Linked DNA regions of Mus musculus: regions 2, 3 and 4 are each linked to region 1. A link is a contact called in public promoter capture Hi-C data. All regions are on one chromosome and are shown on one strand. The core of a region is the stretch at or near the end of the contact, and the rest is flanking DNA. Distances in the headings are between cores, read along the strand shown. Region 1 holds the start of Nsf (N-ethylmaleimide sensitive fusion protein). Region 2 holds the start of Hexim2 (hexamethylene bis-acetamide inducible 2). Region 3 holds the start of Arhgap27os3 (Rho GTPase activating protein 27, opposite strand 3). Region 4 holds the start of Fmnl1 (formin-like 1).

Region 1 (7,023 bases), core at 1,150-3,649:
TAGGATATCTACAGCAGCAATGCTCCCACGCCTACCTTTCTGGGCCCTGATTAAATCCTTCGTTTAAAAACAACAAAAAAAAACCACTTTTATTTTCTTTAGTGTGCAGGTGGGAAGACAGTGGTGAACTATACAGGGGATGCGGCAAGAGGGACAGACAATAGGGAAGAGAAGGGCTCCTGGATGAAGCACGCGGTCTGCAAGTGTGAGGACCTGAGTTCACAGCCCCAGAACCACTGAAAAGCAGGTAGGATGGCTCACATCTGTAATCCTGGGTCGAGAGACTCCACAGAAGCTGGAAAGCCAGCTAGCCTGGCATAGGCAGGGGCGAACAACCAAAGAAACCCTGGCTCAAACAGCGTGGGTGGTAAATCCTAACCCAACGTTGTCCTTTGACTGCCACATATGGGTATGCATGTGCCCCTACCACCCATACACACACACAGTCATCCCATACCCGCCAGGTTTCCACTGGTGATGGTATCATTCAATGAGAGAAAAACAGAAAAAGTACCAGGGAAGTGGGCTTAGATCACAGCTTTGGGTTTAAACTAGAGTTCAAATAGTCTTGAATTAGTTATTTTATTTATTTACTCATGTATTTAATTTATTTGAGACGGTGTCTATGTACTCCTGGCTGTCTTGGAACTCACTATATGGACCAGGCTGGGCTCAAATTGTCAGAGGTCCTCCTGCCTCTGTGAGGATCAAAGGTGATCACCCATCCTTGTTCTTGATTACAAACAGACACTTCCACACATCAATTTGGAATTTAGAGGGCAGTTCTGTAGAGGATGGATGAAAGCTTGAGCACCTCAGGCATACAGACAGTTGTAGCTTTGGCTCAGAAGGGATTAGCTGAGGAGAGGAGATAAAACAGAGTGTGGGAATTGAATGACAGGGAGGAGGAAGGTGACTCCGAAAGAGAGATGAGTCAAAACATTAGCCCAGCATTACTGAAGCCATGGAAGAATGTCTTCCATTAAGGAGGAGACGGGCAACACTGTCAGACGCTCTGAGACATCACGTGTAACAAGGATTGGGAAATGGGCATGAATTTTAGGGATGCATTTCAGTCCGACTGTGGTGGGCCCAGGAGGTAGCAGGTGGTAGGCAAATGAGAGTCAACACACACAGAAAATCACCAGACTTTGCCACTGGGGGAAAAAAAATGGTTAGAGGAAAAGTCTGTGGGGGCAGAGGGAGGGTTTAAGAGACCAGTGCATTCCAGAAGGGCTGATGATTCAGGAGAGGGGCTCCTGAGGAGGCAAAAACAGACCCTGAAATAGTTAAAAGGGTCAGCTTGAGATAAAAGGGGGATTATGAAAAAAGGAAGAGAAAAAGATGGAGCTAGTCTGATGACCTCTACCGTCTCTTTGGGACTTTAGAATCTCATGACCTACAATTCTCTTTAGACAGGACATTTACATATATGCATACATGTATGCAAACTTATTCAAATATTCAGGTGTAAGTGAATCAGTCAAGCACAACGTTAGTCTGTAATGACGCAGTTAATGTCCCCAGGTTTCGAACAGGGCAATCTCTGGGCAGGATCCATCCATCAGCGATATTAGCTCTGATGCCTACTGCAATAACAGCAGTGACCTGGCCCCATCTCTCCTCGCCAACCCCAATCCTACCCCGCCGTCCTACGAGCTTAATGGGGAAGTAAAATGTAAATCCCTGAGACTACAACACAGCCTGCTGCATTCGAATCGACTGTCATTTAGAAAAACAAAACGTGACACCCCAAGTCCATCTGCACGAAAGACATTGCTGCTTCACAGCTGATATGTTTCTCCCCAGGAGATGGTCTAAGGTTAGCCGTAAAAGTAATTTGCAGACCTCCCCTCCTCTTTTCATAACATTCATTTAGGAAGAACTAGAAATGGGTTCCCACACCCTCGCCCTGACTGCAGCAGACTACACCCCGCGGTTATCCGGCAGTGCCACCTCAGAAACCCTCGGAGGAGTGTGGAGGGCACACAGCGCTCGTCAGAGGGGGGCTCCAGTGGCCACTACCCTCAAGATGCTTGAAGGACGAGAGAAACGAGCCCCAGGGGATGACAAGGGAAGCACTGGAGACCCGGGGGACGAAGAGACAACCCTCGGGGAGGACAGAGTTTCTGAGCAGAGCTAATCCCCTGCCGCAGCTACACTGTCTCGCCTCCAGCGTTGCTCTGACCTCCCTTCCTTCAGCGTTCCTGGGTGCTCAGCCTCGCGCCCCTTCCCCGGAGCCCTCGTGGACCTCGCAGCAGTCGCGACCTCGGGCGATCCGCTGCGAGCCCGGGCTGCCCGGCCGCCACTCACCCGGCCCGCCATCTTCGCGGACACGTCCGGCTCCCAGGTTGCAGCTCCGCACTCTGCTGAGCCCGCCTCCGCCGCGCGCGTGCTCGCCGGCAGCCGGCCCTCGCGCAGGCGCGCAGCCGCCGGGAGGCCGCGCCCGCGCCCGGCCGCGTCCCCGACGCCCTTCCCCATCCCGTGCGAGCGCGCAGTCCGAGCACCGCCATTTTGGCTGAAGACAAGCTGGCCGCCTCACTGCTACCCGGTTTTCACAAAGCTGGCCACGTGGCCTTTTAATGGACTTTTAGCTTTCTGCTTCCAGACCTCTTAAAACAGAATGCGCCGAGAAAACCCCGCGTGGTTGCTGGCCTTTCCCCCAAAGGGGACTGTGGAGGGGGCGCGCAATAGCTAAAAGCTGGTTCTGAATTCGGATTCTATTCGAATCCGAGCTTTTCTTTGCAGGCACACTTGTTTTGAGAGTGAATCATAATTATATATGCGCTAGCTTTATAGTTCGATATTTTCATTTATAAGCACAACTTCTATCTTTTTTAAGGTGTTTGTTTGTTCGTTTGTTTTAACGTGCATTGGTATTCCGCCATCCACCTCTGCATGTTCAAAACTCTATTTTGAGTCCTCAGGAAAAAAAAAAAAACAATGCCACAGAAAAACTAAAATGATTTGGATAAGACAAAATACCAGAAGATAGTTCTATAAGCAGCACAGCAGTAAAAGTCTCACACAGGAAACAAGACAGGTGTACCCTGTCCTGCCAAGGCTGAAAGTGAGACTTTTAGCATGTAGCAGGACTTCAGGGTTAAGGAGGAATGTTTGACATAGCCTCCTCATATCCGTTCCCTTATGTCCTCTTCAGCACTTTTCTCTAAAGTACTCTTGGGTCCCCTTACAAATATATAATGTCATTTAAAATGTATGCAACATGTAAAAATAAGACATGATATCTATGAGAATACATGAGATATTCAATAAGATTACTCCCTAAAAGGAAAAGTAAAGTTGGAGGAACCCTCTTAGAGGAAAGTCTCTGGGATGGAATGGGTACCTCTTCCTGGGAGCAAACCTGAAGACCTTGAAATACTCTAAAAGGGAGATACTAGGGGTAGGGGGTGCAGCCTAATCAGTCCTGAGAAGCACTCAGCAGGCCCAGGGAACAGCAAACAAAAGGGTGTACACACCGACAGGGATAAAAGGGAGCTACAGGGGTATTTCCTATGCTAGGGTGGTCAAGATAGGGACCAGTTTTTAGTAACTGGTAAGTCAGTAAGTCAGAACCATTCACACTATCAATATCTTCACTGTAATGAGTGTCTCTAAGAAAGGACTCAGAACTAAGCAAAAATTATATTTGCTCAAGAGTTACCTCTCTTTCCAAGAATTCTGTACAGGATCTACGTTCTTATATCATCTTAGCATTGAAATTCTACTCAAGTTTTGCATCTGAAAGATTATTAAATTCATTGATATAACATACCTAACAGTGAAACCAGTAAGACCTAAAAGAAACTGGGAGCTTGCGTTCTTAAGGTGAAGTCTGTTTTCTGTGTTTATTGTTTTCTAACACACATTAAAATAAATTCAACCGGGGGCTGGTGAGATGGCTTAGTGGGTAAGAGCACCCGACTGCTCTTCCGAAGGTCTGAAGTTCAAATACCAGCAACCACATGGTGGCTCACAACCATCCGTAACAAGATCTGACGCCCTCTTCTGGAGTGTCTGAAGACAGCTACAGTGTACTTACATATAATAAATAAATAAATCTTTAAAAAAATAAAAAATAAAAAAAATAAATTCAACCAAAACAAAACAAAACAAAACAAAAGAAATGTGCATTGGTGTCCTGCCTGCACGTCTGTGCCAGATCCTCTTGAACTGGAGTTACAGTCAGTTGTGAACTGCCATGTGGGGTGCTGGGAAGTGAATTTGGCTATCCTAGAAGAGCAACCAGTGCTCTAAGCCACCACGGAACTACCTTTCAGCCCACACAATTTATGTCTTTGGTAATCTTTTTTCTAGTATTGTTTCATTATTAAAGTATTCTGAGAATAAAGTATGCCCTAGGTTCCGTCTGTGTATGAGGAGTTATGTGTGTGTTTGGGCCAGAAGATTCCAAGACGTCTTCCTCAATCACTGGTCCACCGTATTCTTCAAGGACATGATCTCTCACCCAACCTGGAGTAGACTTTGCTGGTTAGCAATTTCCAGGGAATCCTCCTGTCTCCTTCAGTCTCCACCTCTACAGCACTAAGCATGACCTGTTTTCATGGTCATGGATACCAGATATCCTGACTGAGGTCTTCCCCTACTCTGAAAGCACTGTACCCTGCCACTGGGCCTTCTTCCCAAACCCAAGCTCAACCTCCGTGTTGCATCTTCACTGGAATCTCAGAAGGCCTAACTTCAGGCTGCAGGAAGAAAGCTTCTACATTAAATGTGTGTCAGTCCCCCTGTTAATGTTTCTTTTCACATTTTATCCGAGACAATAAGGAATATCGGGGTTTTGCCTTAATTCCTCATTGAAGGAAATGAAGACATGACTGCTCCGAGGTTAAGGAGGATGGTTTTACTGTAGCTATGAGGGAGAGCATAGTTAGAGGCATCTGGAAGAGTCCAGACTGAAGACAGCTAACAGAATAGGTTGGGCCATGAGAGGGGAGAAAGAGAAGGAGAGAATGAGAGAGGAAAAGAAGAGAGAGGGGGGAGAGGGGACCAGGAGAGAGAAAAAAACAAGAGGCCAAGAGGAACCATGAGCGCACTCAACCACACTAGCTGAATTATTTAGACATTTGAGGGTGGGGGGATGGAGGGGAAGCCCAGCTCCTGGGTTGGAGTGGTTCAGGGTAGTGGGTACAATGAGAGATGCTAGGACTAGCCACAGGTACTGAGTGAGACCTGTCCCAGCTTTTCTTGGGACCTAACACTCATAATTCATTAAGAAAAGGGGGAATTTTTGTCCAGTCTGAGAGAAAACAAGCAAAGAACTGGAGTTTAGCATGTTTAGCAATTTAAACTTAAGAACTGATAAAATCAACCCAGGCATAGCGGTGCGGTCTTTTCATACCAGAAGTCAGGAGACACAGGCAGGCTATGTGAGTTTGAGGCCAGCCTGGTCTACAGAGGAAGTTCCAGGAAAGCCAGGGTTGCACAATGAAACCCTGTCTTGGGAGGCGGGGGAGATACACAAAACCAAGAAAGAGCTCATAAAATCAAGGTGTGAGCTCACCGTGAACCAGGAACAGAAGAGAGAATTCATGTGGATTTTATAAACTCCCACTGAAGCTGAGTCCCTGGTGCTGTGTAGGACAGCTCGGATGTGATAGCTAAGTCAGGGGTGATCGCAGGGGTTCCGAGGAAGGTGAGGAAAACAGTTGAATTCTGATGTTAACTTGGAAAAAGCTGTTTAGAAACAAAAAAAAAAAAAAAAAAAAAGAAAGAAAGAAAGAAAGAAAGAAAGAAAGAAGGAAAGAGAAGTAACCTGTAGGAAGTAAAGAACCAGGAGGCTTTCTTGTCCTGTATCTTATCTAGGTGAGCCTCGGCCCTTCTAATGAAAACTGAGCTGCTTGTAAATCCCCCTGAGGTGCATAGACTGATAAACTTAATGATTGCATCCTACTTTTTTATTGTTTTTTTTGTTTTGTTTTGTTTGTTTGTTTTTTGTTTTTGTTTGTTTGGTTGGTTGGTTTTGTTTTTTTGAGACAGGGTTTCTCTGCCCTGGCTGTCCTGGAACTCTCTCTGTAGACCAGGCTGGCCTCGAACTCAGAAATCCACCTGCCTCTGCCTCCCGAGTGCTGGGATTAAAGGCGTGTGCCACCCTGCCCAGCTTTATTGTTATTTTGAATTTAAACTGTGGAGAGTTTGGGGGCAGGGGGGCACTTCTAGAAAGTTGGCAGGAATTTGACATTGGGCTAAGACAGAGAAATAAGCTTAGGCAAGAATTTGACTTTGGGCTAGGACAAGATCTTGACCATCTTGACAAGTCCCTGAACACCATGGGACTATGTTACCTTGTTTCTTATCCTAGGAACTGACCTTATTCTTTGCAGGTACTTAGGATGGTAGAAAAACAGACTGAAAAAGAAAAACCTGCTTCAGCCTCAGCATTGGCTGGAGTCATGTTATAATCTTGTCTAATTGTCTCTTTCTTTTCAATCTTCACTCCCTCCCCTTAGACCTGGTTGAATGACTGAACTGGCTTGGTCATTAAACTTATAAATCACAGCGATTTTGCCCAGTTACCAGGTCCAGATAACATTAACTCTCAGCCCAAAGAGCTAACATCAGTTTCAAGGCTAGTGTCCCTATCTCTACCACTGGCCTGTTCATCTTGTTTTGCTCAGTCAAAGGGTTGCAAGCAGAAATTTCTTCCAGGTCTTTCAACAAGGACCAATGTTTATCAACTTGGAAGGCCCAGCTGCCTGTGAATGGTTAAAAACTAAACAGATCCTGCACCCAGCCCTGCAGGATCTACCAGTGATGCCTCAGGCAAATATAGCTTGTTCTTTAAGCAAGTGTCGAAGGACTCAGAGACCTTGCTCCAGGTTGTCCATGTGTCTCTACAGCCCATCTGTGCCTTGCTCTGGCTCATGTTCAAGGTCATCTTAGAAACAGAAAGGAGTTAATACTACTGCATTTCCTCTTCAACAGCCCTTGCCATGGTAAGTCTGTCTGGTAGCAGCTTGCTCACGTCATGTGGCCTTGGAAGGATGCTCAGACAAGATG
Region 2 (7,920 bases), core at 1,225-3,724, 820 kb before region 1:
GCCTACAATCCAAGGACTTAGGAGGCGGAGGAAGGAAGTTCAATGCCAGCTTAAACTACAGAACGAGTTTAAGGTCAGTCTGGGCTATCCGAACCCTGTCTCAAAGGAAAAAAACAAGTTGATATACTAGCTCATACCTGTAAATCTAACACGTGGTTGAGGCAGAAGGATTACTCTGCCTAGGGTAGAGTAAGAAGTCTCAAAAAAAACCCAAACCAGTCAATAGTGAGCAGGTATTTCTGTTTGTTGTTTTGTTTGCACAGTAGACTTTAAAATTTTTCTTCAAACCATGAGGTATGGAGGGAAAAATTAGTTATAGCTAGGAAGCTCTCACCCCATTTAGGACTATTCAAGTTTCACTAGTAGCCCTGGCTGGCCTGAAACTCTCTATGGAGAGCTGGCTGGCCTCAAATTTAAGAGATCCACCACATCCAGCTGGAAAGACTTTGTTTTTTTTATTAATACAAGGGGCAGTCCTTCAACCCTGAAGAAACTTTCCCGGGTCCTACTGTTAAAGCAAGGGCCTAGGAGTTAAGACCATCTATAACTAGCAGTAAAATTCATTACAAGGTACTCACAGGTATCAATGGCTAGTTAACCACCTACTTCAGAGCCTTACCTGGGCACAATTTTAACTGACAGCTCAACTACAAAGCTATCATTTGAAGGTGTAGTCTGGAAATCTTTAAGAAACAAGTTCAGTAAGAGAGCCTTTTAAATGCTGGCAGTGCTATAATGTTAGGTTGTAAGTTTATTCGAGGTCTCCCCTATATCCTATATAACACATAAAGTAGATCAAAACTGCCATTTCTACTTAAGTACTTTCTGCATCTACAGAAGAGATGGCTTCAGTAACAATGAGACAGTGGCACAGAAAATACTCTTTTTAGTTTGTGGAACAAGACTTTAAATGGGACATGGTGTAGGCTTACAAAAAAAAAAAAAAAAAAAATCACATCGGAATTAACTCCCTTTGCCCTTGTAGCACAGCCTCTTCGCCCCTAAGTTACGGCTCAGATTTCAAAATGCAAGCAGATGTTTTTGAAGTACCCGAAATGGGCCACTCCGTTTCTATTACTGGACTGTAGTGACTGAAATTATTTTCTTTCCCCCAACCCTTCAAAGGGCATAACCCCATCCCTTTGGCGTGAAATTTTGAAGTGGGGCGACACACTTCAGGAGTTTCCAAAAGCGGATGCTGACGTTCGAGGTCAGGCCATTGGGAGAGTCGGGGCTCGATGGGAGAAATCTTGAGGGCAAGAGAGCTCAGAAATTTCCAAGCGCTAAGCTCGAGCTTTCCACGTGCCCAGATCTAGTTGGTCCCAGGGGGAGTTGGTGGCTGTTATAGAAGTTAGAGGGTTGTTGCTTTTCGCAGCCCTGAGAAGTGGGATGGACACGGTGTATGGGGGTGGGGAGGCGGGTGCAATCCGGCCGGGCAACCTCGGAGCCTCCAGCTCACTAGCACTGCTCAGGGCATGCGGCCAGAGTTGCAACCTCGGCCCGTCCCTGCGAGCCAGGGTCTCCAACTGGCGTCGCGCCCACCTCGTCCTTCAGATGGGGGTCCGGCTACGCCGGGCCTGGCCGCCATACCCGGGATGAATGGGGGTGACGAGAGGCCTTGGGCAGACCTCGGCCTCAGGATCACGTCCCGGTGGAAGCACAGCAGAGGGGAAGCCGTCTTACTGGCCTCTCCTCTGCTGGGATCCCGGGAAATACGCGGTAATTACCCCAAAAGGCCGCTCTCAAAGGCGAGGCGGAGAGGCTGCCGGGACGGTTTGAGGACTGGGCTCGGCCGGGGAGACGCCAACCTTCACCCTTCCCAGCCCCCGACCCAACTCCCCGCCGTCTCCCGGCGCCGCCACTTCAGGCAGCCCACTCGGCCCGGCCTCTCCCCGCGCCCGGACCACCCCCCATGGGGTGCTCTCACTGCGCAGCGAGTCCCTCCGCTGCCTCCTCCCAGCCCAAAATGGCGGCGGCGGCGGCGGCCCCCGAGCTGCTCGTCGCCTTCCTCAAGGCTAGGGAATCCCTCCGCGCGCAAGCCCCGCCCCCGCGACCGGATCTCTATTTCTCCCTGGTAAAGCCTAACGCCATCAATGAACTCTTTAATTGAGCTCTGACAGGGCGGGTCCAGTTGTGCTTCCGCACAGCTAGTTGTTGACAAAAGTCGGGAGACTGGCAGACAAGCGACCCAATCAAAGAAGAGATCGGTGAGCGCGGGACGTTCACGCAAAGGCAAATAGGTTTTTTTTTTTTTTTTTTTTTTTTTTTTTTTTTTTTTTTTTTTTTTTGGCGTTCCTGGGCATGGTTGTTGACGTAATGGGAGCTTGAAAGTATCCTGGGCAGCTTTCCTAGGGTGGAAGAACTACAACCCCCAGCAGCCATTGCGCTGCCAGGCTGTCCTCTTCGCCCCTCCACCTCCCCCCCCCCCCATCTTAGGGCTTTAGCGGCTTGGCCAGAGCTGCTGCTACTGCAGCAAGAGATAGGGCAGAGGCGTTGAGACTCTCATGGACAGGCGGTCGCACAGAAAGACACACAGAGGTAGTGGTGTACACTAAGCCCTTGACAGCAAATAGGTCAGTCCCACCTTCGTTAAATCTCCCTGCCAGGACTTTTCCCTCCTCCAAGAACTCCATTTTTACTCCCATTGAATTTTTTTTCTTCTTCTTTCTGTCAGCTGCATGTAGTTTGAAGACTTCTTCCCTTTAGCTCCCCGTTCCTTGAGACAGGAGAGAAGCCGTCCAGGCCCTGTAGACAAAAAGACTTCAACCATAGGCTCTGACCAGGTCCCAACCTAGAGAGATTGAAGGTGGTCAAGATAGGGGCTTCCAGGAGCTACAGACCCACCCTCTCCACAGCATCCCCCAAGCAGTGTCCTTTCTGGGTGACAGAGCTCAGGCCTACCCTCCTAACTGCCAGCCTGTCTTTACTTATTAGGAGAGCAGAGGCCCAGGGCCTCTGCTCTCCCACTTGGTCCCTTGCTGGCTAGCAATGTGAAGACTAGAGTATGGAAACAGCCTTCCGAGTCTTCACTTGAAAGTGAAGGCCATGCAGGTCTGGGGCCACAAAATGGCTGCTGCTGCTGTGACAAAACAATTCCTGACCAACCAGCTTCTGCCTAAGGACTTAGGTTTCTGTTGTTGTTCAAAGCAGGTGACAGTAGTTAAAGACATCATCTGCTGCAAGAGTAGGAGAAGATGGCCACTGTGAACCATACCAACTGCAACACAGCGTCACCAGCTGCTCTGGAGGAGGCCAAGGTAAGTACCCACCCTCCCAGCCACCTGAAAGCCCTAAACGTGGGGTCAGATAGCTGAAATCCTAGGGCTTTTGTTGTTTTGTCTTGTTGGTTGGTTGGTAGATTTAGAAAACCAGTATTTTATTTTATTTTCGTTTGTTTGAGACCTTGAGGGGGGAGGTGGGGGGGGGTGTCTTTCTGTGTATCCCCAGCTGGCCTCGAACTTGCAACAACGTTCTTCTTCAGCCTTCCAAGGGCTAAAATTACAGCCTGCACCACCACACCCAGCTAGAAAGCCAGTGTTTTAAATGAGTCTGTACTGTGCTCTGGGAAGTAGGCCAGAATGTGATTCAATGATGGCTCATGAATTCCTAAAAGCCCTTCAAGGTAGATGTTATTTCCAGTGGACAGAAGCTGAGGTTGGAGAGCTGCACTACCTTTTCCAGAATCAGGCAGCCTGTGAGGAACAAAATTCCACCTTACATTTAGGGTCTTCTGATAACAGTACCTTGTCTCTCAATGACAAGTGACCTCAAGGACAAATAACTTGGTTAGAGATTTTGCACTTAAAAAAAAATTTATTTTTTCCGGGCTGAGAACCAAGAATGAGTCAAGACAAGAGATTTCGGTGTACAGGTTGACAGGCAGGGCAGGAAAACCTCAGAGGAGAGGGAGAAAGCGCCTAAGTCCTCAGTAAATGGCAACTTAGTATGTGGGCTGACAGCAGGAACCCACAGAGTCCCAGCCCATGCTGGCTCTCGGTGGCCCTTATCCATCACCACACTTCCAAAATAGCAGAGAGCCAAACATCAGAGAGTTGGTTTCTGTTGTTATTGTTGTTGTTGTTGTTGTTGTTGTTGATTTCACAATGCTAGGAATTGAACCCAGGGCCTTGCCAATGCTAGAAAAGTGCTTTATCATGGAGCTACACCCCAGGCCTTTGCTGTTATTGTTGTTTGCTGGGTTTTGTTTTTGTTTTTGTTTTTTTGACAGCGTTTCTCTGTGTAACAGCCCTGGCTGCCGTGAAACTCGATTTGTAGACCAGGCTGGCCTGTAACTCAGAGACATACTTGCCTTTGCTTCCTGAGTGCTGGCATTGTGTGTGTGTGTGTGTGTGTGTGTGTGTGTGACAGTGTTTAACTCAGAGAGGCTTTTAACCCATTTAAGCCTAGTCTGGGTTTCTTATGGCGTTTGTCAAGTAAGGCTACAAGAGAGGGTGAATGTCTCGTGCAGGTTACAGAGCAGAACTTATCTTTTATAGTGATAGTGGTGGAGGGTCAGAGCTTCAAAATGGAGACAATGAATAAGCAGAGGGACAGAGCTGGCTTGGTTTTAGGCCGGAGTCACTAGGGAACTAAGACTGGGAACAGGAAAATGACCGGAAACATACAATAAGCTATCCTTAGATCCCTGTACGTTGTGTCTGTAGGTGGGCAGCAGAGCCATCTTAGTTTGTTTAAACCACCAGTAAGACAAGGCCAATTCCTTATGATCTGATTGATGATCTTCCTGCTACAGGTGAAGGGACACTGCAAATATCTCACAGCGCGCAAGTACGCACACACACACACACACACACACACATGCACACCCCTGGAATCCCCTTAGGATCTCTGAAACACCTAATGAGGCAGTCGGCATGATGCTTCATGTGTGTAATCCCAGAACTCAGGAGACCGTGGCAGCATTGCTGAGACCAGGCTTGGCTGCAGAACGGGTTCCAGACTATCCTGGGCTACCAAGTGAGACCCCAAAACAAACAGCTTGTCTCCAAAAGCAGACCCCCCCCCCCAGGTCCCCTGCTCAGAGGCCAGCAAGATGGCTCAGCAGGTAAAGTTAGTTCTCGTACCAAGACCAACAACCTGAGTTCAACCTCCAGGATCTATAGAATAGGAAGGAAAAACCAACTCCCACAAGTGATCTGTGACCTACACATACACACACACACACAAGCCATGTCCTTAGGATGCGTCTGTATACACACATACACACTTACATAATAAGTAAAACTGTAAAAAAGTGACCCTGCTTAGATGCTACTGTGAGAGTGGTTATTATTAGAAATCTCTCTAACCACAAACTTAGAGCAATTCGTTCCCTATCCTCACACCCAGGACTCCTGCCCCTCACCACACAGATAAGCAGATGCCCCTTGTGTGCACTCCCTCCCTCCTTCCCACCCTCTCCTCTTCCTCTTCCAAGGTCTCCTTGTGTAGCCCTGGCTGGCCTGGAACAGGCTGGCCTTAGACTCATCTGCTTGCCTCCTGTCACCAAGCCCTGGGATTGATGGATTCTCTCCCCCTCTTTAAAGCTCTGAAATCTGTCTGCGACCGACCTCCCCTTGGTTAGGACCTCTTGCTACCTCATACAGTCCATAAATAGAGAGACAACCGTGTGTTCACCGAACATCGGGGTAAAATGTTGCGTTCTTAGGGGATGAAGATATTTGATAAGTAGTAACACGCAGGGTGCTATCTGTGAGGTTGCCTGTGTGACAGGATAGGGTAGCTGGGAGAGCCACTGTCATAGGATCTTCAGGGAGAGCGGCACTGAAGAGGCAACATTACAGCTGAAGCGTGGGCAATAGGAAAGGATCCACCGTGCAAAGAGCTGGAAGCTGGATTGGTTATCTAATTCTCAGGGAGGGGGCGGGGAGTCCCTGTTCAAAAGTTATTAAGTTCAACCCCCACCCCCATCCCCCACCCCCCACCCCCGGCCTAAATCCTAGCAACTCTGGAGGCCGAGGCAGGTGGACTTGCCTGGATAGAGTGAGTTCAAGTTCAGCCTGGAGAACTTAGTGAGACTTTTTTTTTTTTCCAAGACAAGGTTTCTCTGTGTATCCCTGGCCATCCTGGAACTCACTCTGTAGACCAGGCTGGCCTCAAACTCAGAAATCTGCCTCCCAAGTGCTGGGATTAAAGGCGTCCGCCACCACTGCCTGGCAGTGAGACTCTTATTTCACAATAAAAGCTAAAAGGGTAGGAGTATAGCAGAATGACATCACGCCTGCTGAGCATGCTTGAGACTCTGGCTTCAATGACCCTACAAAGTTCAGAGCTAGTCATAGGTTCGTGTACCTGTTATTGAGGCTAAGGCAGGAGGTTGGTGAGTTTGAGGCTAGCCTGGACTACACTGAGAAGACCCCAATTTCAAGAAGAGCAGAGCATTAAACCAAGTATGAATCTCTTTTGAATGTGGGTACCCGTGGTGGTGTTCGGGTCACCCAGGCTGTCCTTGATCCTGGCTTGGAGTCCTGACCCTCCTGCCTTTGCCACCCTAGTGCTGGAATTTACAAGTATCCACAATTTACAAGTTACCACATCTGGCCTCCCTGTCTTTCATTTGATTGACTAGTGCTTGTGGAAGGCTACTCTAGATCTGGTGTCATTCTGGACATTGACGTGACCAGTAGCTCAGTTAATGGCTACTCAGGATGCATGAAACTCTAGCTTCCATCCCTAGCACTACAGAAACCCAGCAATCCATCGTTCAGGAGGTGAGGGCAGGCAGATCAGAAGTTCAAGGTCATCTTTGGTTGTGCAAGTAAGTTCAAAGCCAGCCTGGTCTATGGAGATGCTATGTCAAAAAAAAAAAAAAAAAAAAAAAAAAAAAAGAAAGAAAGAAAGAAAGAAAGAAAAGAAAAGAAGGCCGGGCGTGGTGGCGCACGCTTTTAATCCCAGCACTCGGGAGGCAGAGGCAGGTGGATTTCTAAGTTTGAGGCCAGCCTGGTCTACAAAGTGAGTGCCAGGACAGCCAGGGCTACACAGAGAAACCCTGTCTCAAAAAAAGAAAAAGAAAAAGAAAAGAAGAAAAAAAAAAGAAAAAGAAAAAAAATCAAGAAAGAAAGAAAAAAGAAAAAGAAAGAAAGGGCCAGTGGCAGTGAGCCAGGCAGGTGAAGTGCCTTCCTCCCCACTAGAAGAAAGATAGTTAATTTAGTAAATTGTTATAAAAGGGAGAGGGACTAAATAGAGACCACTTGAGACAGGTATGAGATGCCTGCATGGGCTGGGAAGGACTCCCCTCCCAGGGCCATGTGATCTGTGACCCACCCTCCTTCCTCTCTCTAGACTTCCGGTGGTCTTCGGAGCCCCCAGATAGCCCATGAGCCTCATGACTTCGGTGGTTCCCAGCTTCTGCCATCAGGACAGGAGATCCAATCAGAGGATGAAGGGACTGTCCCCGCTGGCGATGGCTCAAGTTGTAACATTAGGGGTTCTCGAACCCAGAGCCCAGGGGGCTGTTCGGTGGAGGCGGTGCTGGCCCGAAAGAAGCACCGTAGGCGGCCATCGAAGCGCAAGCGGCACTGGCGGCCCTACTTGGAGCTGAGCTGGGCCGAGAAGCAACAGCGAGATGAGAGGCAGAGCCAGAGGGCCTCTCGGGTCCGTGAGGAGATGTTCGCCAAAGGTCAGCCCCTGGCGCCCTACAACACCACCCAGTTCCTCATGAATGATCGTGACCTGGAGGAGCCTAACCTCGATGTGCTTCACGGGCCCTCCCACTCTGGCTCCGGTGGGGAGAACGAAGCAGGGGACAGTGATGGGCAAGGCCGAGCCCATGGGGAATTTCAGCAGAGGGACTTCTCTGAGGCCTATGAGCGGTACCACACTGAGAGCCTTCAGGGCCGCAGCAAGCAGGAGCTGGTGCGAGACTACCTGGATCTAGAGAGGCGTCTGTCACAGGCTGAG
Region 3 (7,394 bases), core at 617-3,116, 610 kb before region 1:
ATGTATATGTTTGTATGCGTGCACACATCTATGCGTATGGCCTGATGCTGACACTGCTTTCTTCCTCCACTTAACTCCACATAAATGCCACCTTACATATTGAGGCGGGGTCTCTCCCTTGAAGCCAGAGCTCATTGACTTGGCTAGTCCAGCTAGCCACCTTGCTCTAGAGATCCCATCTCTGCTTCCCCAGCACTGGGATCACAGGCAGACTTCCATGCCCACCTACCTGGCTTTTACATGGGTATCAGGGATACAAACTCTGGGCGTCATGGTTACACAGTGAGCGCTCTACCCACTGGGCCATCTCCCTAGTCCCTACTGGGCATGCATCTCTTTGTGAGTAGGACATAGGATGGTGTGCCCAGTGCCACGGGGGCCCCCTTCAGGTGAAGCAATGTCCTGAAGCCCATATCAGATCTTCTCAGACACGGCTTTATAGGCAAGTCAATTCTGTGGCAAATGCCAGAAATAAGCACATTCACACAGAACAGAATGTGAGAAAGGGATAGCTGGGATGCGGCTTTGAGCCACAGCGCTCAGGAGATTTCAAGGGATAGGACAGAAACCATAATGACAGGGGACAGAGAGGACAGATGCGCTTCCTGCGTCACAGTTGGACACACCAGGGCTGTGGCCTTGCCTATTCCAGGCCTGGGGTTGGAAGGGTCCATGGGTGATAGGGCGATGACGACGTGGTACTGGGCTCTTTGGAGCAGGGATTTATGCTTGACAGGCTATGGGAGCTAACAGGGGTCTCGAACATAGGACACACCAGCAGGTATGGGGGATACTGAAGAGAGAGAGGGGGGGAGGGAGGTTTAGGTCCCTGGAGTGACAGGGCTACCCCAAGAAGAGACAATGCAGAATCATAAGGTGGGAGCAGGAGGAAGACAGGCTTGCCCCAGAGACACCAAATGCTTGGGATGAAAGAGAGGGACCCTCAAAGAGGCAAACAGGCAGACCCCCATTCCTTGAGGTGGTCTGCAAGCTGCAGCCATGATGATCCTTCAAACTCCAGAGCTCTCTGTGAGCTCCCCACACCCCCAGCCTGGGTGGCAGGCTAAGGCAGCTCTCCTCTGTTAGCATGGTTGGTTCTGCTGGGTTCTCACTGCTGCTGAGGCTGCAGAGGCTCTTTCACTGTGCTCTCAGGGGAACATGGCAGGCCCCCACTCTGGAGACCTGCATGCAGCCATAGCCTAAAAATAGTATCAAGGGCTCCTAAGTTGTAACCTCTGGGTACAGGAGTGGGGAAGAGGAAGAGGCCTTGCCACCTCAGGTCAGAGAACTGAGCCAAGAAATTCCCCTTCACTTCTTTATGGTCCTGGGCCCCTTGTCTTCAATTCCCTTCCCTTGCCCACAGTGGTAGAAGCCCCGTCTCTCTTGCCCCATCCACGCTGTGGATCTCAGAACTCTCTGTCTGTCCTTCTAAGGACAGACGGGAAAGTTAGACAGAAAAGGCCTCCGAGAAGAATGTCTTGACACCCCCCCTCTTCCCCAACATGCCCTGTTCTGAGCTTTATAATCAGTTCCTAAAAGAGTGCGGCATAGACCCACTGCGGCTCCAAACCCAGAAGGCCGCCCCTTCAGAGGCTCAGCCTTTCCCGAGTTCTGCTAACTTACCTGTGCCCGCAGGGCCCGGCTCTGCCTTCTGACCAGTTTTGAAATCATATCCACCATCCCGGCCCTGTCTGAGTTGCTGGGATGCAGCCTGGGAAAGCTTAGGGGGGTGGAGCCGGGGACCACAACTCTGAGGTGGCACAGGGCAAGTGGGAAACAAGAAGCTGCCTCGGAGATGGCGGGAGGCTGAGACTGCGGCTGGTTTCCTGTCAGGGCTGCGGAAGTGCCTGAGACAGAGTTGCCTGATGGGTGTGGGGTGGCTCAGGTTGGGGTGTTTTCATGTTTCCTGGACTCCACTGGCTGTTCCCCCCGACCACCCTGCCCCTGTGCTCAGTGCTCCAGTGACACATTGGATTGATCTGCATTCCATCCCCAGACACAGCTTGGATCAGCCTCTACCAAATCGTTCACGTGTAAGTCATGGGTGTCGTGGAAGATGAGGCTCAGATGGGGACAGGTGGAAAGAAACTCTGAGGAGAGGGCTTCAACCCCGGGCTAGCCTGGTGTACTGAGGCTCAGACACAAGACTGTGAGTGGCTGTGGACTTGCCGCAGGTCCAGGAGGGTGTGAAGGGAAAGAGGAAGGCTGTGGAGAGAGACGTTTCAGATGAGGAAGGGGTTTGGACACATGCGGTATGGGGAAGCTGGTGTCTAGACTCTGCCAGCCAAGAGAACAGAAGGGACAGCGACCACACCACTGTCTTCCCACTCGACCACCTGGCTCTGTCTCCTCCAGACTTGGTTACCAAGGCACATTGGCCCTCTTCCTCCTGGGTGGCCACATACATCCAACCCCATAGACGTCTCTACATCCAAGTGCCTAATCCGCTCACCTCCACTGAGGGAAAGGAGGTAGGACAGCAACCCGCTCCTTTCTTCTGATCTCTCCTCCCTTCATCCCCTCACTAAGGTGCACACTCCAATCCCAGCCACACACAGCAGACCCAGCGTGCCCTGGGTGAGTAGCTATAGCTGTGTCTCCAAGTCTCTGGGGACCATCTTGTCTGTCCTGTCCCTCCCCAAGGTGCCTCCTTCCTGGGCCCTGCTTCTGAGTCTCCAGTTTGTTTCCAGTGTAGACTCTGACCCCTGCCTGCTCTCCCATTGCAGAAACCCCAGAGAGACAGGGCAGGATTGAAACACTCGGTGAGAACGCAGGAGGGCTGAGGCGCTGTGGCCCTCTGCCCTTTCGGCACCCATATCTGAGCTCTATCAGCAACCCAGTCCCCAGGGTACATGGTCCCCAGTTGGTGGCTCCCGGGAAGCCAGTACTACTCTGGGTGCACAGGCTAGCTCTCAGGCTATCTCGACTTCTCTCCTAACAAGCTGAGGTGATGACCACAGCTGGTGCCCACAAGCACACCATGTTGAGAACAGGAGGGGGCAGAGCCACCTGCACAGACCAATCACCCCATCTGTCTCACAGACCAGTTGTCAATCACCCCCTTTCCCTCTCCAGGCCTCATCTTCAAAACCTTCCAAGGAAGGGGAGGGGAAGGGGACAGTGCAAGGGGAAAATCCTGCCCCCTGGATTGAGAGGCACAGTAAAGGCCCCCAAAACATACTGCACAGAACAGCCTGTGCCTGTAATTCCAGCACTCAGGAGACTGAGGCAGGGCTGTAAATTGGAAGGTAGCCTGGAATTTGTTCATTGTAGCTTCTTGGCTATTTAGTGAGAATCTCTCTCTAAAGAAAAGCAAAAGAGAAAGAGAGGTGGGAGAGGGGAGAGAGGGAGGGAGGGAGAGAGAGAGAGAGAGAGAGAGAGAGAGAGAGAGAGAGCACACAAATCAAATACTCAGCCAGGAACAGGCCTCCATTCACTTTCTAAGCCTGCCCACTCTTTGCTACCCAGACTGGGTGGAGAGACAGCAGGAAGGACTGTGCTTTTTATCTCAATCTTGTCACACAATGGGTCCCTCCCCTACTACACCTTCTGTAGGCCAGTGACTGAGTAACCCTCCGTGTCCACCCAGGCCACGGAGAGAGCTACACGCTCACGGCTGTACGAGAGCACAGCCCTGGGCAGAGCACTTCACTACTATCTGGAGTGACTGTGTGGTCCCAGGCAGGTGCTCACCTCAACAGAATCCCGAACACGATAGGTTTGGGGCTGAATTATCTTGATAAACACAGAATGACTATATCCAGAGGTGTGGGGGTCTGGGTAGGCTCTGTTTCAGCGAGCACTGGCTGGAATTTTTGGGCCCTAGTTTCTTTGGCTGTATAGCATGGGGCTGTCCTCTTCCCCACCCCCAGGGCTGGTTTCTGTGAAAGTACAGCTGGCCTCTGGGTTCCCACACCCACGGGGCCCTGGGGAGAAAGCTGGGTGTGTTTCTGCTTTTCTGATTCTAGGTTTCCAATTGGGCACCCTAAGCACCGGACTCTGCCCCAGCCTCTGGATGACCTCATGGAGCTGCCTGCTGGGCCTCCTCCTCCTGGGTGGGCGAGCTGGGTGTGGCTCCTTCCTGGCACACACTAGGGGTGCTGGCAGAGGGCCCCGCAGAGCCCATCAAGGAACTTCTGGGCTGCCCAGTGGAGCCAAGGTACAGAGTAAGAAAGTGTGACCAGGGCTGCCTTTTACCCACACACCCCTCAGACTTTTCTCTCATTTCGATGCAGGGCACAGGGACCTCTTGTTCAAGCCAGCTTCCCTAACCTGGGCCTGAAGAGCCTTCACAGGCTATGGAGGCCTCACTTCCAACCTCTGTCCACTCCTCTTTTTTAATCACCTTGGTCCTGATGGTGCTTTATAAACTTGGTTTCTCTATCCTTTGTGTGAGTGTGTGTGTGTGACAGAGAGAAAGAGAGACAGACGGAAAGACACACACACACAGGTGGGCACGCACACACACACAGAGACAGACAGACATGCACATACACAGAGACAGATAGACATACACACAGACAGACACACGCACACACACAGACAGTACACACACACACACACACACACACAGGTGGGCACGCACACACACACACAGAGACAGACAGATGCACATACACAGAGACAGATAGACATACACACAGACAGACAGACACACACACACACAGGTGGGCATGCACACACACAGAGACAGACAGACATGCACATACACAGAGACAGATAGACATACACACAGACAGACACACGCACACACACACACACACACACACACACACACACAGAGATTCATACACTTCCCTTCCTTCTAAACACTTGGCTTATGGGGTTCTGAGGATCAAGCCCAAGGCCTCATGCACTCTCGGCAAGCGTTTTACCAACTGGGTCGCACCCCCAGTTTTCTGTGTTGTTTTTGAAGCTCCGGGGTTGAACCAGAGCGTTTCGAAAGCTGGACGAGTGCTCTATCGATGGATGAACTATGTTCCTAACCAGGTCCGTCTTAAAGCAAAAGGGAAAGTGGGGGACTAGGGAAATGGCTCAGCAGGTAAAGCAAGCATCTGCCGTGCAACCGTGAGTACTGGGGTTCACATCTCCAGACCCCAGGGAAGAGCTGGGTGGGTGTGGTGGCCCACCTGTAATCGCAGCAAGGGAGACAAGGACAGGCTTTTCCCAGGTCTGACAAAGAAACAGTAACCGGAGACCCGCCTGGAGGTGTCTGACTTCAGCTTAGGGTCTCCACTTGTATGCACACACCTGTGCATCCACATACATGAGACTACAACTACACGCCATCCACATAGATGAGAATACAACTACATGCCATCCACATACATGAGAATACAACTACACACCATCCACATACATGAGAATACAACTACGTGCCATCCACATAGATGAGAATACAACTGCATGCCACCCACATACATGAGAACATTACAGACCATCCACATACATAAGAATACAACTACATGCCACCCATATACATGAGAATACACCTACACGCACCCATGCAAAAGGATAAAAGGAAATACAAGGGAACGGAGCTGGGGTGGAGCTCAGTGGTGGAGCACTTCCCATGTGTGAGATGCTGAGTCCGATCACTCATTCAGCCCTTTGTCCCACTGCTGCAACCCTTTCATTTGCTTGCATTTATTTATTTAATGACAGTGTCTAGCTATATAGACCAGGCTGGCCTGACTCACTGTATAGCCCAGATTGGCCTCAAACTCTTGGTGCTGGATAGTTTAGGTCACCTTGACACGCACTAAAGTCACCTGGGAGGAGGGAACCTCAATTAGAAAATACTTCGACCCATGAAGAATACAGTTCTTCATGTTGTGAAGCAGGCTGAACAAGCCACGAGGAGCGAGCCAGTAAACAGCACCCCTCCACAGCTTCTGCATCAGCTCCTGCCTCCACGTTCCTGTCCTGACTTCCTTCAAAGATGAGCAGCAATATGGAAGTGTATGCCAAAGAAATCCTTTCCCCTCCAGGTTGCTTTTGGTGTTTCATCACAGCAATAGAAACGCTAAGACACCCCTGGTCCTCTCACCTCTACCTTGTGAGTGCTGGTATTATACCGTGCTGACCACCTTCAAAGCTTTTTAAAACCGTTTTTCACCCTCACTGCTCCCACCACTCAACTTGTTATTTTTCATCTGGAAGCATCTTGTTGAAGCATCTTGTTCTTCTAGCTCCTCCGACTCCCAATCTCTCGTGAACAATTTAGTCTGCAGTCCAGGGCTGGGGGTCCTGGGACCAAGGCATATGGTTCATACCCAAGTCTTGCTCTCCTTCTGTCTGATTCAAGCAGGGCCAGGCCAGGTGGTTGGCAGGATCTGGCTCAATAAAAGGCTGTGCCTGTGTGCAAGGCTGCCTCAGGAACCCTGGGGCAGCCAGGATCTCTAGCAAGCCTCTAGCACCTAGGAGCCAAATACATGGTCTTGGTACTGTCTACTCTCAAGGCTGTAAGGCAGGGAGCAGGAAGACCTCTGGCTTTGATCATAGAAGCCTGCCCAGCCTGATACCTAAAGGCAGAGACCCTCACTTCTTCCACACTCTGGAATGCCCTTCAGCCCAGCCAAGGGGACTCCTTCAGCTCAGCCAAGGTCTGCTGAAGAGAGACATGCAAATCTGCTCCACTGACTGATCAGCTGCTAGGAAGAGACAGGAGAGACTATCCAACCAGTTGCTGCTATCAGAGGCCAGCATGACTGGAGCTGGCCATGTTGCTGGGAGATGGGGATGGGGTGGGGGAGGTAAGGCATGGCATGTTGAGACAATTATCTCAATGAAAGGCCATGGAACAAGGAGCTGCCATGTAGATAGAAAAAAAAAACATGTGTGGGAAATCTACCTCTCACTCACTCTGATCACAGGGATAAACCCTCAAAGGACTAAAGGGTTGGTTTTTAAATTTTTTTAAATTTATTTTTATATTATGTGTATGTGTGTGTACCTGTGTGAGTTTATGTATACAACATATGTGCAGTGCCCACCAAGACCAGAAGAGGGCGCCTGCTCTCTCTGGAGCCAGAGTTACAGGCTGCTGTTCTCCACCATGTGGTTGCTGGGTAGTAACCTGTATTTCCTTCCTCCAAGAGCAGCTAGTGCTCTCGACTGCTGAGCCATCTTGCCAGCCCCAGGATTAAAGATAATAAATAAATAAATAAACAAACAAATGCCATAAAGAAATGCAATAAATAAAAAAATGCAATAAATAAATAAATGCTACTGACCAGTAGCCAGGCTTGGTGGTTTATTCCTGTCATATAGCACTCAAAAGACTGAGGCAGAGGACTGACACAAGGTTAAGGCTAGTCTGAGCTACATGATGGGACTCAAGAATAACAATAATTAAATGATAAATAAAAACAACAATTTAAAAAGGCATGATG
Region 4 (7,613 bases), core at 3,548-6,047, 780 kb before region 1:
GTCAAGTTTGTGTGTGACAATTCAGTGAATATTTGTCAAAAAATTTAAAGTTCAGGAGGAACATGGTGGCATATGTCTGCCATTCTAGCACTTAAGGAGATGAGGCAGGCAGATGGAAAATGAGAAGTCCAAGGACAGTCTCAGAGGGAGGGGAAAGGGAGAGAGAGAGCTTGATATTTATAATAATAACAAAAGGAATTGATATAAAATGAATATTCATGAGGAGGGAGTGGTGGAAGGAGTTACACAAGCAGGTATAAAAAGAGAAGTGAGGTGTTTGACACTGTAGAATGTCAAACACACACATGCATCACGCACTGTACACACTCAAACATCTCTGGAAGGATACATTCATCAACACTGTCCTTTTTCTTTGTTAGAGTATCATGTAGCCCAAGCTGGCCTTGAACTCACCCTGAAGTCGATGCTGGATCCGAACACCCAATTTTCAGCGCCTCCACACTAGTGCCATATTATAGGCTTGTGCTATTACACTAAGCTGTGTGTGTGTTTTCATGTGCAGCAAGTATGCTTATGTGTGTGCATGTGGAGGTCAGAAGTCAATGCCCAGTGTCTTCCTTCACCACTCTCCTCCTTATTTTTTAAACTTATTTTATTAATCATTAGCGTGCGTGCATGTGTGTGTGTGTGTTTGCCATGAAGCGGTGGTCAGAGAACAGCTTTGTGGAATAGGTTCTCTTGAACTTTTATGTAAGTTCCAGGAATTGAACTCAGGTCTTATTTATGTAGCAAGTACCTTTACCTGCTGGGCCATGTTTCTGGGTCTCTGCCTTATTATTTAAAAAAGTATTTTGGGGGCTGGAGAGATGGCTCTTAAGAGCACTGACTGCTCTTCCGGAGGTCCTGAGTTCAAATCCCAGCAACCACATGGTGGCTCACAACCATCTGTAATGAGATGATGCCCTCTTCTGGTGTGTCTGAAGACAGCTACAGTGTACTTACATATAATAAATAAATAAATACATATTTTTAAAAATTTATATGTGTGGGTATTTTGCTTGCATGAATATTTGTATATTACTTGCATGCTGTGTTGGTGGAGACCTGAAGAGGGTGTCAGAACTCCTGGAACTGGAGTTACAAATGTTAGCCACCATGTGGGTGGTGGCAATGGAACCAAGGTCCTTTGGAAGAGCAACCAGTGCTCTTTCTGGGTGGTGGGATGGTGTTGAGGCAGTATTGAGGCAGTATTTCACTGTGTAGTCTTGGCTGGCCTGGAGCTCACTATGTGGACCAGTCTGACCTTAAACTCATAGAGATCTACTTGCTTCTGCCTCCCAAGAACTGGGATTAAAGATGGATACAACCGTACCTGGCCTGCACACAGTGCTATTAACTTATGAGCCATCTCTCTAGTCCCCTCCTCCCTTTTACATTTTTTTTTAATCCTCTCACTGAACTTAGAGCTAGCTCACTGGACAGCAAACCTACAGGGAACCCCTACTCCTAATCTGCCATCTGCCTGGCTGAGATTACAGGCACTCGTTATATATATATTTGTTTGTTCTTTTTCTTTTTGGTTTTTCGAGACAGGGTTTCTCTGTGTAGCTCTTGGCTGTCCTGGAACTGAACTCACTTTGTAGACCAGGCTGGCCTCGAACTCAGAAATCCGCCTGCCTCTGCCTCCTGAGTGCTGGGATTAAAGGCGTGCGCCACTATGCCCGGCTATATTTGGTTTTTGATTTGGGTGCTAAAGATCTGCACAGTAAGAACTCTATCAATGGACCCCTCACTGTGGCCTTTTGTCATTTATAAGAGTGGGGTTTGCTGGATAGCCAGATTTTCTTCCTTCCTTCCTTTCTTCCTTTCCCTCCCTCCCTTCCTTCCTTCCTTCCTTCCTTCCTTCCTTCCTTCCTTCCTTCCTTCCTTCCTTTTCTTCCTTCCTTTCTTCCTTCCTTCCTTTTCTTCCTTCCTTCCTTCCTTCCTTCCTTCCTTCCTTCCTTCCTTCCTTCCTTCCTTCTGTCTATTTGCATGTATGCCTGCATGACAGAAGAGGGCATCAGATCCCATCATTACAGATGGTTGTGAGCCGCCATGTGGTTGCTGGGAATTGAACTCAGGACCTCTGGAAGAGCAGCCAGTGCTCTTAACCCCTGAGCCATCTCTCCAGCCTGTTAGCCAGATTTTCTTAATTAAACTCCCCATTCTTCTGCCTCAGTATCCAGAGTGCAGAGTTCATGTGCGTGCCTGCTCACCAGCCTAACCTTTTCCTTTCTTCTCTTGCAGTATCGAGGCTTGAACCCAGGGCTCTGTGCATGCTGTGCACTTTGCACTTGACCACAGAGCCACATCCATAGCTTGCCTTTCTCCTTAAAGAGACATCTACTGACTACTGATACATGCTCAGTCACCTGAGTTAGGAGTGTTCCCAATGGCTGCACATTCCTTCCATTAAAGATGACAAAGTGACAATGGTCTGGAAATGTCACCCTGGCTGTGTGACTGTATCGATCACCACAGCCATCAGTCCGTCCTGCCTGTCATACCACCTGCACACGGAAGGGGGCAACGCAGACTTACGGAAAGGAAACATTGTTCCTAAACTTGACAACCAAGCTTTGCTGGTAGAATTTTCTCCATTGTGGTCCATGTTTTGGGAAGATGCTTTCTATGAAGCCAACAGAATTGAATAGGTGATGATTGATCACATCTCCTTGGTAACTCACGTTCCTAGTCAGCAGGAGGGAGGATGTAGGGTTGTTAATATGATAATTTCCCACATGATAGGCCCTTTTCAGTTTAGCTTTATTTCCACCAGGTTTTGGGTGGGAGGCAATTGGCAATGAGGATGCAGGCTGGCAATTACTGCAGTAGAGGCCCAATTTCTGGCTTCTCGGTGTCCCTCAAAGTAGCAGTGATGGGCAGAGGAGGCATGGGCACTGACCCCACAAGTACTTCAATGCAGATACCCTCCCTCCCAGCTTCTGAATCCGTTCCTTGCTAGGCTGTGTCCAAGGTTAGGGACACCTTAAGAGTCCCAGAAGCCCCATCAGTAAGCAGACAGCTGGGCACACAGCTGGGGCTCGAAGGAAACATTTGTTGATGAATTGAAAGAGACAGCTATGGAAGAATCAGGAAGTACAGTCTTTAATAAATAAACAAAAATCTCTCAACTACTAATCTCAGGCAAGGCCCAAGGTCAAGGCTAAGGAAGATGGAGGTAGGCATAGGGCAGGTACCCTTCCTATAGGCTCCAGGAGACCCTGTTTCCACCCACCCTGGAAGTCCTTGCTCAGGACATGAAATGAGACTATCTCTCCCATGGTGACAGGGGCGATGGTGAACTTGGCAGGAGGAAGGCTTTAATCAGGTCAAGCTGGGGAGCGTGCAGGTTTGTGTCTGGTTTTCCTCATAATTAGATAATTAATTTCCCAGTTCCTGCTGAATCCTTTGTCAGTGGCTTTGAGTATGAACTAGAGAGGTGGGAATGACCTAGAGTAGCCATTTAGAGCCCCTGGGCTGGCACAGAGAAAGTTCAAGGCTCCCTCAGTGTAGGGCACCTCACCCCATGGACTGGCAGAACAGGGAGGGGCTGACTCAAGAGCCCCACAGATTAAGTGGGAGAATTAGAGGTGTTAATTCAGGATGGAGTTCGAGCCCCGGTTATGAAGGCCTACCCCTTCTCCACTCTCCTACCCTAAATAAGAAGAGTCCGAGGCTATAGATTTTTGGATATGAACAGAGAGGCTCGTTTCTGCCCTAATTATCTGTGTGGCCTTGGACAAGACCCCTTGCTACAGCTACGGAAAGGCCCCTTGTTACCGTTACAGAAACAAGGACATCCATACCTACCTTTGCTGGTCACTATCACAGAAATCTTTCTGTAACTATCAGATAGCCAAGATTGTCATTCTTCAGCCAGCCTAGGTCCCTCATGGTGACAGTGTCAAGATTTTCCACCCATCTGAGGTGCCTGTTCCTCCCCCAGCCTAGCAGCTGCCTTTAACCCTTCTTAGTGCCCTACTTCTCCTTGGCACCACCACAGTGATCTCCAGGTTCGCCAACCTCATTTTTCCACGAGTGCCCCCAGTCTAAAACTGCTGAAGATGCTGGCACAGTCACATCTGGTCAGGTCTCAATTGACCTATGTCATTGTCCTCCAACCTGTTTGCAGATAATTCCCTCTGGTCCTCAGATCATCTCTGGGCCCAACGGAGGAGAGACACAGAGGTGGGGGGCCTGGAAGGGGGTTCCCATCTTCTTAGTTGGGGACCCCAAAGGGGGACCCCCAGCAGCAATTACGCCCACCAACCGCACCTCAGCGCCACCTTAGGTTTCTAAGGCGCGCGCGGATTGGTTGGACAATCTTCCGCCCGGGGGTCTGCCTCCTCCAGGCTCGGGCCTAGGGACCCCCCTACTGCCGGGCTTAGGGTGGAGAGCTGCGGTTCTAGGACCCGGAGGCGCCGGGCGAGCGCGCCGCTGTGTTCTCGGCCTCGCCTGGGTCGGCTCCGGCTCGGGCAGGTGCATCGGCGGCCGCCCCCTCCGCCGCAGGTGCACTGCTCGGCAGCCCCCAGCCGGCGCGCCATGGCTGCGGAGGACCCCCGGCCGTCGCCCGCGCCCGCCCCCTCCCTGCAGCCCGCCCCCCTGGGGCCGGGTGCGCGGCGGAGAACTGCGGTTTGCGCGCACCGGGAGCGGCAGCAGAAGTTCGAAAATCGCCGAGGGGGGAGCCCGCGCCGCAGCTTCCTGCCCCCGGCCCAGCCCTCTGGCCCCGGCCGCCTGCAACCCTACTTCCTCCCCGAGCCTCGGTCGCCGCCCGCTCCCTCGGACGGGGCCGCCGCGATGGGACGCCGCGCCCCGGCCCCTGCACGCCGCTGAGCCGAGAGCCACCTAGCCAAGCCTCGCCACACAGCGCTGCCCTTCGCTTCCAGGCTCCCGGAGCCTAGTCCGCGACCCCCAGGGAAAACTGGATCTCCGAGGCTGGAGGCGCCTGGCCGGCTGGGTGGGGACCACCATGGGCAACGCGGCTGGCAGCGCCGAACAGCCCGCGGGCCCCACCGCGTCGCCCCCGAAGCAGCCAGCCGTCCCCAAGCAACCAATGCCGGCGGCCGGGGAGCTGGAGGAGAGGTTCACGCGGGTCTTGGTGAGTGTGACCTGATGCGCACCAGGAGCCAGGGATGACAGGGGCTCCGCATGCGTCCCCGCCTCTTGGGACTCAGGTGCGGCTTGGAGATCCCTGGTCCACCTGCTGTCCCTCCAGAGGGGTAGGAGTAACACTGTCATCTTTCAGAGTGACTTGGCACCCCCCCCCCCAAGAAACTTTCTTTAGCCCCCTCCAGGAAGCTTTCTTAAGAGACCCCCCCATCGACCCCCTTCCTATGCTCCTAGTTCTAAAGGTGTCAAAAATGTCTCATAAGGTTGAGTTCCAAACGCGCCCCAGGTGGGAGGGGGCTGGCGCCCACTTTTCCACTGCACGCAGGCCCAGCGGCTGGGTGCAAGTCTGGAGCGCTTTGCCCTTCTGCGTCTCAGGGTCAAAGAGGAAAGGGGTTATAATTTAACCTTCTGGAAGCTGTAGACCTAGTGGAGCCTTCAGTCCTGGGTTGTTCTGGTGTCTGGCGTAGGAGTTGGACTCTTAGACCCTCCACTTGTATTTATCACCCCCACCATGTCCCGGAATGGGTGTTTGCAGTCATTCCCTCATCATGGACCACCCCCAACCACTGAAAGGAGTAAGCTTAGGAAGGGTGGGGCCAGGATAGGCTGGTCATTCTGGCTTGGAGTGGAACAGAAATCTGGAAGGCTCCCCTCCCTCTTGGCTGTCACTTGCTTGGGAAACTGGGGCAGGCAAGGGTGGGTTAGGATGGAGTAGCAGCTGAAGTCTGGGCCTCTGGGAGGGAGCCATCAACTCATCAACTCTGAGCATGGAGTTAAGTGGTTCAAAGTGTTTCTGATAGGGTGGGCTGTGCAGGCATTGGGAGGCAGAAGTAGGGGAGGGGAAAGGCCAGTCTTTTTCACTTCCTCCTCTTCACCCCAGCACTCTTTCCTGCTGTCTTCTGTAGGTGGCTGCCCAGTGGCATCCCTGTTAGGCATCCCTGGCTGGACACCGGGTGACAGTGGGGAAGGCTGGGCTGTTTCCTAGAGGCATTTTCCAGTCTCAGTAGGCTGATGTTGCAGGTCTGAGGATGGGAGTCCAGAGGAGGCTCACTCTGGATGCAAAGAAGTGCTGACCCTCTGTCCTCCACACCTCCTGGATAGCATTTCCTCTCTCTGGCAAGCGAGCGAGTCAGTAGGCCTGACTTGCTAGATCCTTTGCATGGTCTCAAAGGGGCAACAGTTCCTGAGAATCCTGGCTTCGGAAGGAGAGGAGGAGCTTGGGGGGACCTCTGAGATGGGGCGGGGTCTCTCCTTGTGAAGGCACAAGTGCTCAACTTGGGGACAAATAGGGACTCTGAGGGACATTTCACACTAGGCTAGCTTTGGACTTCCCTGTCTCTCCACCTGCCCCTAACTCCCTCTTCCTCAGATCCAGGCCTTGGCCAAGCTCAGCAGAGCTGAGCAAGTGGGGGAGGGGGTCATATTAGGAGCCTGGGTGATGGCAGGTTCAGCCTGTCAGGAGGGCCATGGGTTCGATTTTCCCTTAATGGGTGTGTCTATGGATAAGGGATAGTTCTTGGCCAATCTGTTAGGTCAGGTACACTAATGGGAAGGAGCCTTGTGAATAATTCAGACCAGTGGAAATTCCAAAAGTCAAGTGCAAGACTTAATTGCCCTGGGTGGATTTTCGGCTGTGATGGTCGGATAGGAAATGCTGCTGAAAACCCCTGAGGGCCAGGGCTTGGAGGGAATGTCAGGAGAACCTTCCAGAGTGTCCTGGTGGCTCAGTGGAAGCCTAGGGCAGCAGCACCCACAGGGCTTACCCATCCCTTTTCCGGTCCCCTGGATTTCAAAGCTGTCCCTTATCCTCTGGGGGTGGGTAAACTCATCTTCAGGTCACACAGTTGAGAACTGGCTTTTCTTGTTCCCTCACCATTAGGGTCATGAGCCCCACCTGGATTAACGGCCCTGACCTCTGCCTGAGGCCACCCAGGGCTAAAGATTGGTGAAATCAGGAGTCTACCAGTGGGTGTAGCTCCATCTGACCTCTACTCTTGGGGTCATGCGCAGTCTTTAGGGACTGTCTAGCATGAAATGAACTTGAAGTTGTTATGGGGGCCCCACCCTATGGATTCCCCAGTGTTGATAGGGGAACACAGTTCCCCAGTCACATGGCCCTGGGAACCTGTCATTTCAAGTTTAGCCTCTTCGTCTTTGGTAGGGAGTAGGATTCCCAACTCCCCAAACTTCCTCTTCTCTTAGCCACGGTGCTCTCCTTATGATTTGGGGTGCTTCCACCAGCCAGGCAAGGGGAGCAAAGAGACATTTTCCCATCAAGGGTGGATGGTGGGGTACTACCTTTCCAAGAAGGCTTTAAGAAAGGGGGTACCCTGCTTAAAATGGGGGTGGCAAGAAAGAGCAGGTTGAGCCAGGGTTTCGAATGCTGCCTTAGCAACCGCGGAGGAGCGATGGCTGCCCCAACTACACAGGCCTGCTGTGGTGGTGGAAACACACCAGCCAGCCAGGCTCTGAGCTCTCGCCTCTCCTACGCCCATGCCCAA

What was found. Promoter capture Hi-C pulls out the DNA fragments that hold promoters and counts their contacts.
Region 2: a contact with region 1 is called in a promoter capture Hi-C map of embryonic stem cells, with 3 times the contacts expected there. The contact joins the promoter of Hexim2 here to the promoter of Nsf in region 1. A contact is called at or near these places in 3 of 39 promoter capture datasets (embryonic stem cells, hippocampal neurons and liver), 1 of 484 Hi-C or Micro-C datasets (cortical neurons) and 1 of 115 datasets of contacts at active chromatin or transcription factors (cardiomyocytes).
Region 3: a promoter capture Hi-C map of pre-B cells shows a contact between it and region 1, with 3 times the contacts expected there. The contact joins the promoter of Arhgap27os3 here to the promoter of Nsf in region 1. A contact is called at or near these places in 2 of 39 promoter capture datasets (embryonic stem cells and pre-B cells) and 2 of 115 datasets of contacts at active chromatin or transcription factors (astrocytes and embryonic forebrain).
Region 4: a contact with region 1 is called in a promoter capture Hi-C map of liver, with 2.2 times the contacts expected there. The contact joins the promoter of Fmnl1 here to the promoter of Nsf in region 1. A contact is called at or near these places in 6 of 39 promoter capture datasets (the 3T3-L1 cell line, hippocampal neurons, liver and 2 more) and 1 of 115 datasets of contacts at active chromatin or transcription factors (pancreatic cancer cells).

The regions. Positions count from the first base shown.
Region 1 is chr11:103,951,657-103,958,679 of GRCm38.p6, forward strand. It overlaps Nsf (N-ethylmaleimide sensitive fusion protein), which reads right to left and starts at 2,400. Exons shown (of 21, transcript NM_008740.4): 1 at 2,314-2,400. The coding sequence starts at 2,325.
Region 2 is chr11:103,130,885-103,138,804 of GRCm38.p6, forward strand. Hexim2 (hexamethylene bis-acetamide inducible 2) reads left to right here and starts at 2,475. Exons shown (of 3, transcript NM_027658.2): 1 at 2,475-2,573; 2 at 3,151-3,257; 3 at 7,303-7,920. The coding sequence starts at 3,195.
Region 3 is chr11:103,342,887-103,350,280 of GRCm38.p6, forward strand. Arhgap27os3 (Rho GTPase activating protein 27, opposite strand 3) reads left to right here and starts at 1,867. Exons shown (of 4, transcript NR_045346.1): 1 at 1,867-2,033; 2 at 2,530-2,577; 3 at 3,969-4,159; 4 at 4,916-7,240. All of the region lies in intron 3 of Arhgap27 (Rho GTPase activating protein 27), which reads right to left.
Region 4 is chr11:103,166,341-103,173,953 of GRCm38.p6, forward strand. It overlaps Fmnl1 (formin-like 1), which reads left to right and starts at 4,798. Exons shown (of 26, transcript NM_001077698.1): 1 at 4,798-5,101. The coding sequence starts at 4,973. Gm51919 (a long non-coding RNA gene) reads right to left here and starts at 4,236. Exons shown (of 3, transcript XR_003949776.1): 1 at 3,814-4,236; 2 at 2,542-2,691.